Linked DNA regions of Mus musculus: all the other regions are linked to region 1. A link is a contact called in public Hi-C data. All regions are on one chromosome and are shown on one strand. Each heading gives the region's core, a stretch centred on a gene start, on an enhancer-like site or on the middle of the called end of the contact. The rest is flanking DNA. Distances are from core to core; before and after follow the strand shown. Region 1 holds the start of Ythdf3 (YTH N6-methyladenosine RNA binding protein 3). Region 2 holds the start of Snx16 (sorting nexin 16). Region 3 holds the start of Zfand1 (zinc finger, AN1-type domain 1).

Region 1 (4,077 bases), core at 641-3,140:
AAATTCCTAGATGTTCATATGCTGAAATAAAACATTAATTAAAATAGTTTGTTAACTAACACACTACAATGTATCTGGCATATATAAACTCTTATATAAAATGTAGTGTGGCATGAAGAAAGTTATTCTGGACAGAGCACTATTATTTCTAATTAACCAGCCTTGGCACATAAAATCCCAGGAAAACCATTGAAAGCATCAATAGAAACAATAAATCTTCACCTAAAGGGCTATTACAGATCTTATTTTTTAAGTAGTACTTAGTTACTGGGGAACGGGGAAGAAAAAAAAAAGCAGGAAGTGTAATTGTATTTAGTGTCACTTCCGGCACTACAAAACGTTACAAATATATAGCTCATTGTAATGTTCTTTAATTGGCACCACCCCAAGAAAGGAGTTATTGTTCTACACTAATATCACATGTTAAGCCATGTTTCAATCAGCTGACTACTTTGTTCCACACGCATAAATACAAACTACATTTGTGTTTTAACTGCCTTACTTTTAGTGGTAGTTTTTAAATAGCAAATCATATAACACTAGCAATAACTGCACAAATAATTTCCTTCTCGGGCTTTTGTAAGAAACCAGATCGAGACACGCCTTCCAATCAGAGCGCTGCTGTAAGATTACATACTTGTTAGGAGTTCTATAGTGGTGTTGTCTCCTTGCAAGCAACTTCACTGATTCTATTCAGTGATTGGGGCATGATTTTCACCCAATGTGGCATAGAACGCCATGTGATTTGCCAAGTTTAAATGTAATCCCGAAATTTCAAACAGAATGCTGTTCACTTTAAAAACTTATCCAACTATACACAAATGTAGAAAAAAGTATGACCTAAGTTATGTAACAAACATAAATGGTAAACTGAAGAAATAACATTACGTTCATTGAAATACAACCAAGACAGCTGTTTCTTCTTAGTACTTCGGTTTCTACAAACCCAGGAGCTAAGTAAATGTTGTCTGTTAGCTGCGTTGGATGTTTTTCTATCCTTTATATTTAGAAAGAAGTGCAAAAACAAGAAAGAAACCGCTTACAGTTTTTTTTAAAAAAAAATCACATCAAGGGAACACCTAAGGGGAAAACAAACAAACAAACTCACCTTTATTTCCTTGCCCTTTAGGTCTCTGAAGCAAGACGACAGAGGTGGTAAAGAGGGGGAGGGGGAAGAAAAGTGCGTTAAACAGAGCCACTGCAAACAAGTTCTTCAGAACAATCCGCGTAGGTGTGAACCCCACCAGATCCTCCGCAACCTCTCCGCCCGGCCGCCTCCCGCCGCCTCTCCGCCTCGCCTCCGGCACCCGCCAGCTCCGGGCCCCGCGGCGGCCGCCGGGACCTCCGGGCCTGTGGTCACGGGCGCCGGCCGCAGACTCAGCCGCCCGCGCTCAGGCCGGCCTGGGCAGCAGCCCCGACAACCGGGACCCGCGGCGCCGTTACGGAGCTAGCGGCGGCTAGAGGAGCCGCGCCGCACGCGAGGGTGGAGCTCTGCAGCTCCGGCCTTCGCCGAGCCGGGGCCCTGCTCCCTCACCTGATCCACGCTAGTGGCTGACATTCTTCACCGTAACCCGAGAGGAACCGCCGCCGCCGCCGCCGCTGCCTGGGCCTCGCCGAGAGCACTCACAGCAGTCGACTACCGCCCTCGCGAAGCTCTGCTCCGGCCTCCGCCGCCGCCGCTCTCGCAGGCTCCAGGGAGAGGGCTCACGCTCGGGAGTCGCGGAAGGGGCCCGAGCTCGCCGCCTGCACACTGCTCGTCCCCGCTCGTCCTCCGATCCTCGGGCCCACAATGGCGGACAGGCGCCTCAGCCCCACTTCCGCTCCGGGCCGTCCTGACCTTCCGCTATCCAGTCTGACGTCCACGCACACCTCGCAGTTCCTCCCCCACTCCCGCCACGGCCTCGGGCTCCGCCCCCGCCGTGCACGTCATCGGAGAGGGGAGGGGGGCAGAGACCCGGAGGCGCAGCTGTACTTTAGACGCATGCGCGGTACCGTGAGCGTTGGGCTCGGGCGTTGTTAGCCTGGAGGCTACAGAAGCGGTCCAGCAGCGCCTGTCCGCTCAGCCACCACCGGGCGTGCGTGCGTGCGTGCGGGGTGCGGGAGCACGCTCTCAATGAATGCTTTCTAACTCTCTACTGGGATGGGGTTGGTTTTTATTGAATAAAATAGCCTTCGGAAAGAGAAACAGTTGCAAGACTGCTGCCCCTCCCGAAAAAAAGAAAATGTTAAAATGTCCCTAGAAACTGGTAATGTTACTTTCTTACCTGTTGGCAAAAACAAAGAAAGTCAGTCCAATTATAATTTTGGCATTTTTATTGAATTTCCTTCCCAAGTAAGATTTCTTTACAGGTGTGGTGTAGTGTGCATTCCTAACTAGCCAAATCCTTTTAAAACCTCCCAGTTTAAGTGCTAACCTATGAAGCAGGAAATTAGGAAAATCACAGTTTTCTATATGTAGTACCACAATATTTTAGAATCACTGTGTCAAGATTGCTTCTCATGCAAATCCTCAAAAGGCAATTTTAGGTGTGGTCAACCCAAATCCCTTTCTCTTGTGTTCCTTCTGTTCGGACCCTGAGCTGCAAATCAGTCCATTTCCCAAGGTCCCCCTTATTCTACATTGCTCTACCTAGCTCCCACTCCCAAAAACATTTTTGGTTTTCAAGGAGTTTGTCGGAAGAGGAATTGAGGCTGGAAAGTTGAAAGTGCATAGCGAAAACTAATAGAAAAGGCTTGCAGGCCTTGACTTTACTCCTATCTGAGAAGCATGGCTTTGGAATTCCACGAATCTCAGTTTGAATTCTTACCTAGCAATGATTAGTTTATAACCTTGGAGAAGTCTCTTAACCTAAACCTTGGCGTCATGAGTAAACTAAGGCCTGACATACATAATCAGCCACTTCTTGTTTCTTCACTGAGTGAGTCCCCGCATCAAAACTGTAACTCAGTGAGTACTCCTGAAATGTCAGGCAATATAATTGATTAAATAGTCACAGTATCTTGTGTGATAACTGCTGCTACAAAAATTGAAGGCTGGGTGAGGGAGCACATACCTTTAAACTCAGCACTTGAGGGTGGATCTCTGTGAGTTTGAGGCTAGCCTGATCTATATGAGTTCCAGGACAGCCAAGGCTACGTTTCAAAAATTAAAAATTTTTTAAAACCTCATTCTGTAGCCGAGGCTGTCCTCGAACTCAGAAATCAGCCTGCCTCAGCCTCCGAGTGCTGGGATTAAAGGTATGCGCCACCACTGCCTGGCTCCAAAGTAAGTTTAAGAAATAGTCCAAGGCCAGCAAAATGGCTGGGCAGATAAGGGCACTTACACCAAAAACTGACAACATGAGTTCTATACCTGGAACCCACGTGATAGGAGAGAACCACTCCTGAAAATGTTTTTCCGATCCCCGTGTGTGTGCCCCTGGGATCACCTCTAGAACACTCCATCAGTGCCGCAGAGGTGGCTGTTCTCCTTCCAGCCATCATCACAACCCCACCACACTAAAAGGAAAGAGAAAAGAGCGGGGCAGGCAGGGAGAGCAGAGTGCTCTCTCCGGATATTTCATAGCAATTTTATTTCCCACACCTGTCTACCTCCTACTAACTACAACATTGTTCTCTGAAAATTCTTGGTTGCAAGGGAACTGAAACATGTATTGTGAAATATATGTTCAACTGAGGATCAAGAATGTTACCACCCAGGAAGAATAATAGATGACAACAGAGACATAATAAGTAATGACCTGTGTGTAAAACTCTTTCCCAAATTCACTCTGCTAGCTAGTACTATTTAAATTTTTCTTTGAAACTTTTTCCAGTATTTATACTAAGATTTTTAAGATTCTGTATTACCTTCAAGTAACAGTAGATGAGCCAAGCACAGATAGTTTATAGGACTGAATGATGCATTTTAAATGTAAGATATCTAAATACTGTATATAGTAAGGTAAAACTAATAGTTAACAGAATTGAATACAGAGAAATACTTTTTAAAGTGTTGTTTTGAAATAGGCCTCTTTCCCAAGCATTCTTGTAGTTATTGAAAGGAAATTTATAAAGGCAAGAAAAAGGCAGAAGAAA
Region 2 (4,395 bases), core at 928-3,427, 5.7 Mb after region 1:
CAGGTATCACCCTTAATTGCTCTTTACCTTCTGAGGCAAGGTCTGTCACTGAACCTGGAACTAATTCAGACAGTCTAGGAGCCAATTTGCTCAAGAGATCCTGGGGTCCACCTCCCAAGAACTGGGATTAAACATATATATGAGCGTACATAGGTGTGCATGCCCGCACACCCACTCCTGGCTGTTCTTTGTGGGTACTGGGGAACTGAACTCTGGTCCTCACACTTGCCCAGCAAGTGCTTTATCCAGAGAGCCATCTCCTCATCCCAATTTAAATAATTGTAAGACTCCTGTCTGTGTCCACTCCTGGTTTTCAGTTTGCCTGTGTTACTTGCAGTTTTGGTTTTTACACTAAAACACAATCTTTGACCGTATTTAAGCAAAAGGCTAATATGTTGAAAAACTCACTAGGCTATTTCACAGAGTCTAAGGGAAGTCAAGAGGGGAGAAAGAATGGATCAATCTTAGAGAAATTAGCAGGGGGGCTTTCCAGACTTCTCACCACAGATACTCCTATGACATTAGTTTCTGTGGCATCAATCTTATGCCTTTGCTCAGCCACACCTCCATTTTAATTCTTTGGAAAGAGGCACCTGTTGGACACAAGTTGGATCAAATATGCTACTTGAAAAAAAAATCCAGCTTAATAAAAATGTATCTAAACCGGGATATAAACCTAGCCACAAGAGAAGCCAAATGTACAGAAGATAGAGCAATTCCTTAGGAGGGGAAATAATATATCTTTCCATTTCAAATGCTTCTTTTATCCTGTAGTTTTTACATCTTCTCGCTCACCCCACTATCACCTCAGGCTGATAAAAGCTATGCATCTTGTCTAACGATACCTTGGGTGAGCTCAAATGCCCTCTTATTATACATACATAAAAGTACACAACACAAAAGTCAGAAAAATAATCTTATTCTGTAAGCTGTGTAAACAGTTCATTTCTATTGTGGACCACTGCATAGAGTGTAAACTAAAAGTCTATAAGTAGGAACCGGCCAGTATATATATAGATTATATTGTATATATAGATTATGTTGTAGCCCTTATCTGACAACACACAGAATGTTCTTCTTTGATTACTAAAAATGTCTAGTTATCTCCTGAAAGTAAAATCTAGCCATTTATCAATACCAGAAAATATGCGATATATACATATGTATATATGTATATGTTTGTATATATGTATATCCTGTTATGTTCCACTCAATAATCTGAAAAAAAATTACTCAAACAGTTCCAACAACCTTTACAAGATCTTCATCTTTCTTCAAACTATGCTACCTGTACACTCTTATTTCTTGAGCGCTTTTCTTTCCTTGGCCCCTGGAGCCCTATTAAGAAAACTATTCCAAGGTTCATTTTTCTTTGCCTTACTTTTTTCTTCCCTTTATTCAATTATATTAATTCAAGGACAAAAAGGGCAATTTCATCCTGAAAATATCTTTATGTTTTCAACGAATTCTGTTTATCTCATACTTATTTCTCCAATAAAAGCTACACCTATGTCAGAAATCACATTATCATTTTGGAATCACCACTCTCAATTTTCCCCTTCTAGGTATCGCTCCAAAGCCCTAGAAATCATTGAATGATCTTTAAATAAGACAACTCGATTGTACTGACAAATGGTTCTGTAAACTTTGATATATAATATTAAATAATAGTGTTGCTGAAACACTAAAGGTTTTCAAATTAGCAAATCTAAGCAGCCTAATACTGTTTTCACTTGGGCTAAATTCAGAAATTCAGGCATTCAGGAATCTTTACCATAGTCCTAAATTACAGGGACAAATACACAATAAAATAGTGTTCTATCTGCCTACTCTTCAAATCAGTTGTCAATCCATCAAAGAAATGCTAATTATGGAAAATGACTAACCTTCTAGACCTCCCCCCCCAACCAGTGATAACTACAAGTCCCATGATGCAAAGCTCTAGCCCGAACTTATGCTAGCCAAAGTGCCTTCTGGGAATTGAAGTCTTCTCTTCATCTACTTGGCAAACTAGATATTGTAGCCCCATTTCTCAGAAACTCCCTAGTAATAAAGCCTGTGGAAAAAAAACTGTCGATTCCCTGTGATAAAATTAGATTTGTTCGGGCCACTGCAGAGACAGGGACCAGCAATCCCAGTGTGGGCCTCCGGGGGCGGTGCCGTGCTGTGACGTCACTTCCTGGAGCGGCATACCTCCCCCTCCCACTCGAGGCCGTCCCTTCCCTCGGTTCGCGGGAACCTGGCTGGGTGGCTGTGCCCAGGCACCGAGCGGCTGCTCCGGGGCGGAGGGTCACGTGAGGAGTCCGAGTGCCCGGGCAGGACGCGACCCGCCGCAGTCCAACAGGAGCCGCCTTCCTTCCCCTGACGGCGTGGGGTCGCGGAGCGCGCCGAGGTAGGACGCGGGGACACCTGCCGCCTGGACGGCGGGCGGGCGCGCGGGAGGCTGCGGGGCGCGGGGGAGCCTGGACCCCGCCGCACCCCTGGGCGCGCCTGGCCCGGGAGGACTGCAGGTGCGGGAGCCCGGCCTGAGGGCTCGCGGCCCGCGCGGACCGCGTCGCCCTGCCAGCTTCCCCGGGCCTGCGTTCCGCCACCGTGCTGTCACCCTCCTCCCCAGGTAGCGCGGGAGCATCCTCCTGGGTACGAGGTCAGGCGCCCCCGAAGAAGGCGACACGCCCTCCCTCCGCCGCTCGGCGCTCCCGCGGGTGGAAGTCCCCGGGCGCACCCCGAGGCCGCCCTTGGCAGCCCGGGGCCTCAGGTGGCAGATGTCAGAGGCCAGCGCCGGAGCTACGAGAATCCTGCGCGGTTCTTCTGGGGAGGTGCGGGGTGGGGGTCAGGATTCACCCAAGGGGTGAGTCCGTAGCTCAAGTTTCTTGAATGTTCCACAATAAGGAAGGTTGCACTGGCCGCGTGAGGTTAGACACCCTGTTTAAACTTCCTACATCCAGAGGGGACAGCTTGCTAAGAGGACAGTAAATAAAGTTGGGCTGGTAGACCCCCTGTTGCTGTGTATAAATAGACCTGTCATTTCTCCTGGTCGCTACTTAACATTTCTGAGTTTATTACTTAACGTCGTAATGGTAAGTCATTACTTCTTTATTCTACAAAATTATTCAGACATACAATATAACCATCTTTTGGACCTTAGGTTATTGAGAATGAATAATCTAGAATCAAAAAGCAAAACTTTTAATGATTTAATTTGATTGACTGTAAACCTGATACCTTCCCCCCCCCTTTTTTTTCGTTAACTTTACCAAGTTTGCATTTGAAATATATTTGATGCTAAGTTTAAAAAAAAATGTTACTTTCAAGACAGTTGTTGCTGGCTTGGTAGTACAGGTGTGTATCCCAGCACCTATGGAGGCTGCAAGATCAAAAGTTCAAACCTACCTAGGCTACTTACTTAGCAAGTTCACAGGCAACAACCTTGTAAGACCCTGCCTAAAAATTAACATATTTTTTAAGGAAGAGGTTTAGAATGCATGCATAGCATTGCAAATCTCAATCAAAGTAAAAGAGCATTCCTTAGTAATAATCAAACTTCGGACTGACTATGATTAGCCTGTGTAAATCCTTGGGAGTTTCAGTAATTCTATAAAAAAGTAAAATGAATGACTTTTTTCCTTCTTCTGTTCCTATGTTGCATATAGTACAACCAGGACGACAAAACTTCTCCTTCTGCTTCCATTTTTTGAGTGGGAGTAGACAGGAAATATGTTTGAATGTATGTTAGGATTAAGTCCATTTAAAATGAATATTGCAAAAAATAAAGAAAAGTAGACCAAAGGGAAAAAAAAAGAAGAAATATGTATATCATAAGGGTCAAGAAAAGAGATGTAAAATAAGTTTGTTCTCCTAACCATGTAAACAAGAGTCCACAGAGGTAAATCAGATTACAGGATGATGTTACCCATGTCTTCATAGGTAATTGAGTGTCACAAATTAAGAGAAGCACTTTCTTTTCTATTGGTTTGAGTTCTAGGTTGAAGTCTAATTCTTCAATATGTCCTTCTCATTTTTAGATAGTGAATTCCTAAGAAGAAAGCAATGAACTGCATATTGGTTGTTCTTTAAGTGTTTGGACTCAAAGGTGTACAAGTTTGTTGCCAAGGCCAAAGAAGATGGCAACCCCGTATGTCCCAGTTCCAATGCCAATAGGAAACTCCGCTTCCAGCTTTACAAACAACAGAAATCAAAGGAGTTCTTCTTTTGGCAGTGTTTCCACAAGCTCAACCTCTTCCAAAGGCCAGTTAGAGGACTCAGCTGTGGGCAGTCTTAAGCAGACGAATGTCCAGGATCAGATGGACAGTGCATCATCAATGTGTGGTAGTCCTCTCATTAGGACTAAATTTACAGGGACAGATTCATCCATTGAGTATTCTGCTAGACCAAGAG
Region 3 (4,418 bases), core at 1,574-4,073, 5.8 Mb after region 1:
TCAAATGTAGGAGATGTTCAGACTGCTTGCTGAATGGACCCAAGAACGATTTTATTATGTAAATAATAGAATCCAAAGCAGGGGTTAGGGTGGGGCAAGGGGGAATGGAGAGCTGGAGTCAAGTAAATTATAATAGGATCTGGGTAGAGCTAATCAGAAACGTGCATAGTGCTGCTAAAGGAGATGTCTGATGTCCCGAGGGACAGAACTATACCTGCACCTTCCTTGCAAGATGTGTATGCTGAAAGCAGAGTAGGGGACAAAGGGTTTCCTAAATGTACCGGATAAGGACCAACGTATAGGCAATTACAGTTTCTTACAGCCATTCCCAACCCTTTAATTGGACCCCAGGAGGAGGGTGGCAAGCATGCAGGTGATTCATAGTTTGAAGGAAATTTGGGAACCCTTGACATAGAAACATTCTAGAGAAAAGAAAATGGCACCTGCCATTAAAGAGCACTCAAAATTCTATTGGACAGGAGGGAGACATTGTGAAGCTGGAGATGGGGTAGAAGAGTCGAGGATGCAGCTGAAAAACTTTACTGAACAAACTACAGAATGCTGTGCCTAATGAAGAAATGAAGGGATATCTTGGGCAAGGAAATGACTTTTTACTCATAAAAATAATCCAGAGAATAAATAGAGAATGAAGAATGTTTCTAAAGAAGACTCCATGGTGTTTAGGGGGCATTTCCATGGCACACATAAGAAAGGGCAGGTTTGGGCATGCATTTGTGCTTCCTAGTGCAGTAGACTGCTTTAGTTAGAAATGGAATGGTACAGGAAAAAAAAAAGCCTTCATTTTGCACTTAAGTTTTATTGTCAAATAACACAGAGCATGTACTCATAACAGACTGCTAGAAATGGAGAGCTCATGTTTTTTTTTTTTTTTTTTAAAAGATTTTTATTTTACATGTATGAATATTTGACTACATACAAGTGTGCACTACATCCACCCCTTTATTTATTGTTATTTATTGTTCTTTTTTTTTTTTTTAATATGTAAGTACACTGTAGCTGTCTTCAGACACTCCAGAAGAAGGAGTCAGATCTCATTGTGAGTGGTTGTGAGCCACCATGTGGTTGCTGGGATTTGAACTCCGGACCTTCGGAAGAGCAGTCGGGTGCTCTTACCCACTGAGCCATCTCACCAGCCCGAGAGCTCATGTTTTTAAAAAAAGTTGTCATGACTAAGTATGGAGGTAGAGGAGTTTCTGATTCATTTATCACTGGAATTTCATCAGTGAGGATATATTTAACAAAGGGGTTGAACACAAATAGATGGAGAGATAGATTTTGGTAAATAATATCTAAAGAAAAAACCAGAAAAGGAGACTCGGGGATAGGAGTAGCTAAACTTTAGTCTTGGGCTGCTATGAGATCTCCAAGAGCTGAAAAAGAAATGTTCTGATTGGATTGGTGGGATATATATTTGCCATCTATTTAGAACATTCAGTCACGGTAACATTCTAGAAAATCTACTGTTGCTTGACTGTACCAACATTAGTAAAACGTAAGTTGCTGAGCCTTAGATTCAAGAAATCGCAAGGGCTGGGAGTTAGCTCTCTGAAAAAACTGTTTGCTGCCCAAGCCTGTGGTGTCTGTTCGAATATCCAGAATGCACTGAAAAAGTATGGTGTGTGGCAATTGTATTCACTTTACTCTTCAGGAGAGCATTTGAGTACCCTTAAGTCACATGGGAGACTATTCAGGTCTGCAGCTGATTGTCACTCATCCACTCTGATTGTGTCCAGTGTCTTGTCAGTAGAAAGACATCCCTTCCTACCCCACCTACAAGGCAAGGCCTCCCCTTAGTTCTAATGAAGAGGCTCGTCAGACATCAAACAGCTCCCTTCATCCTATGACCTAGGAGCTTGCCTCTGCAGTGTGCTCTCCTAACCGAGGAGCGATGTACACTTTAGTTGCATGTATTTTTTTTTTTCCTTACTAGAATTTTAACAAATAATTAAAAGAAGCCTTTAAATTAAAAACAAAAGCCTAATGCTTTCATGGTGAGGGCATTTACTTCAAACTAAAACATCAAGACAATATAGTAATCAGTGTCCCGGTACCTCTCTTGATTGCTATAACATTTTTTTTTTTTGCTAGCATTCTTTTTTTTTTAATTAGGTATTTTCTTCAATTACATTTCCAATGCTATCCCAAAAGTCCCCCATGCCCTCCCCCCACTCTCCTACCCACCCACTCCCACTTCTTGGCCCTGGCGTTCCCCTGTACTGGGGCATATAAAGTTTGCAAGACCAAGGGGCCTCTCTTCCCAATGATGACCGACTAGGCCATCTTCTGCTACATATACATGAGCTCTGGGGGTACTGGTTAGTTCATATTGTTGTTCTACCTATAGGGTTGCAGACTCCTTTAGCTCCTTCTTGCCAGGTCTTTGTTGGCTCCTGGGAATACAGTTACTTAAGAAATCAAGAAATCTTCGTGAGGGAGTTCTCAATTTTGGAGACTCAATGTAGAGAACAGCGAGTGCAGTTTCCAAAAGAGGAGCTAGGTTTTTCTCAAATTTGAGCCCGAGAACCTCAGCTACAAGAATTGAGTTCTACTAAGTCTCTTCTCTTTCTGGAGAGTGCTGGAACCTCCAGGAAGCGCGCAAGTGTCTTCAAGGCCCCGCCTCTCCTGTGGGCCCCGCCCCGCATGCTCGCCTCGCCCCATCGCGGAGTCCCGCCCCACCCCACCGGGGGTCCCGCCCCCGAAAGCCCCGCCTTGCCCCACTACAGGCCCCACCCACCTCACAGGACGCCCCGCCCTCGGTCCTGCCCGCTCCGGACTGACGTTCCCAGCGCTGCCCCGCCCCCTGCCCTTGCGGCGGTGGAAAGATGGCGGAGTTGGACATTGGGCAGCACTGCCAGGTGCAGCACTGCCGGCAGCGAGGTGACGCTGGAAGCCCCATTTTCATCCGCGGGAGACCTGGGCCGGGTTCTGACGGCCGGGGCGGTGGCGGCGGGTGAGGGAGGACGCGGGGCGTGAGCGACCTTCCAGGGTGATACTGGTGGTGTCTTTGTTACTGTTCCTCGGTGTAGGGGCGAACTTTGTGGCTCCCTTGGTTTGCACGCAGATCCCGAATGCACACCTTGCAGACTCCTCGGGGTATCCAGATGGCCTTGCTCAAGAAGCCCTGGTCGGCGAAGCGACTTAGATCAGGACTCCAGTTCCCCTCGGTCCTTACCATTGCCACCGTGGAGCATCCACTTTCCCAGGCTTTTTCTTGATTGATTTTTTATTTTTTTGTCTGACAAATGCGTTGAAGAGCATCAGTTTTCAGCAGTGTGTTCGCAGGTTTTTAGACGTCTTGGTGTTTCTAATATTAACTTAAGCTATTAGTTGCAGATCAGTAAACCACATTTTAGGAAGGTTTAATAAATACTATGGTAATGGTAGACCTTGTCATAAACATAGGCCCTGGTGGTATGCGTCAAAGTTCAGGGTGTTTAGACTCCTATAGCCGGCAAGTCCTTAAAGCGTCAGGCTCACAGTCTGTTAGATCGCACTCCAAATGTGAGCAGAGGGTTTCCTCATGCTGCAGCTTCTGTTAGTTCCTAACAAGGTCTTGAATGCAGCTCTTGGGTTTGGCCTGGATTCCTGCAGTAGGTGATGCCTGCACTAAGCAAAGGCAAGACAGGACGTGTTGTTGTATATGTCCTTTACCATTCACTCAGCAGATCAATTTTGTTTTTGTTTTTTGGTTTTTTTTCCCCATGTAGTCCTTTCCTAGGGAAGCTTGGCTATTTGAATTTGACTGTTAAGTTATATACATCTTGTCAGGTTGATTTACTAGTATGTCTAAATATATCTACCATCTGTGATATAGCTCATCCTTTCCAGTTTCACATATCTGTAGTGTTATTAAGATGAGGCCTATCTCTTGGACTAGCAGAAAGGGGGTGCAGTTAAGTAGGGATATGTGATGCTAAGAAATTATTTTAATCATAACTCTTCCTCCTGGGCTACCTTGAATGGCATATAATACTTGCTTGAACCCTCTAAGTCTCAAAATAGCAAACACAACCAATTTTTCCCATTGAAAGTGACATAATGGGCCAGTGACAAAGTCTGTAATCCAAACCTCGGCGTGTGTCTCAGACAGGAGCATGGCTGTAGGCAGGACCCTCATTCAGAGGCACTAGCCAGGAGTAAGACAGACCCTGCCTCAAAATCACAGTGGGAAGAGAGAACTGATTCCCGAAAAGTTATCCTCCACCCTCCATTTGTGTCAAACAAGAAAACACAACACACACACACAATAATAAGAAAAATAAATCTAAAAAAGTATAAAAATTCTGCAGATTATGTGTTTGAGTTTACATATTGACACATATCTCTAATTTCTTGGCATGAAATTGAAGCTCACAGTATTATGATTCGTTTAATAACAATAGTGATAGCTCACTAGG

The links. A called contact is a pair of places that touch in the nucleus more often than the background predicts.
Region 2: a Hi-C map of CD4 T cells shows a contact between it and region 1, with 4 times the contacts expected there. The contact joins the promoter of Snx16 here to the promoter of Ythdf3 in region 1. A contact is called at or near these places in 2 of 39 promoter capture datasets (pre-B cells and second pharyngeal arch cranial neural crest) and 1 of 484 Hi-C or Micro-C datasets (CD4 T cells).
Region 3: a contact with region 1 is called in a Hi-C map of CD4 T cells, with 4 times the contacts expected there. The contact joins the promoter of Zfand1 here to the promoter of Ythdf3 in region 1. A contact is called at or near these places in 1 of 39 promoter capture datasets (pre-B cells) and 1 of 484 Hi-C or Micro-C datasets (CD4 T cells).

Annotation. Positions count from the first base shown.
Region 1 is chr3:16,180,978-16,185,054 of GRCm38.p6, reverse strand. It overlaps Ythdf3 (YTH N6-methyladenosine RNA binding protein 3), which reads right to left and starts at 1,890. Exons shown (of 5, transcript NM_001145919.2): 1 at 1,535-1,890; 2 at 1,109-1,133. The coding sequence starts at 1,558.
Region 2 is chr3:10,437,912-10,442,306 of GRCm38.p6, reverse strand. It overlaps Snx16 (sorting nexin 16), which reads left to right and starts at 2,177. Exons shown (of 8, transcript NM_029068.4): 1 at 2,177-2,392; 2 at 4,023-4,395. The coding sequence starts at 4,122.
Region 3 is chr3:10,349,722-10,354,139 of GRCm38.p6, reverse strand. Zfand1 (zinc finger, AN1-type domain 1) reads left to right here and starts at 2,823. Exons shown (of 8, transcript NM_025512.3): 1 at 2,823-2,898. The coding sequence starts at 2,844.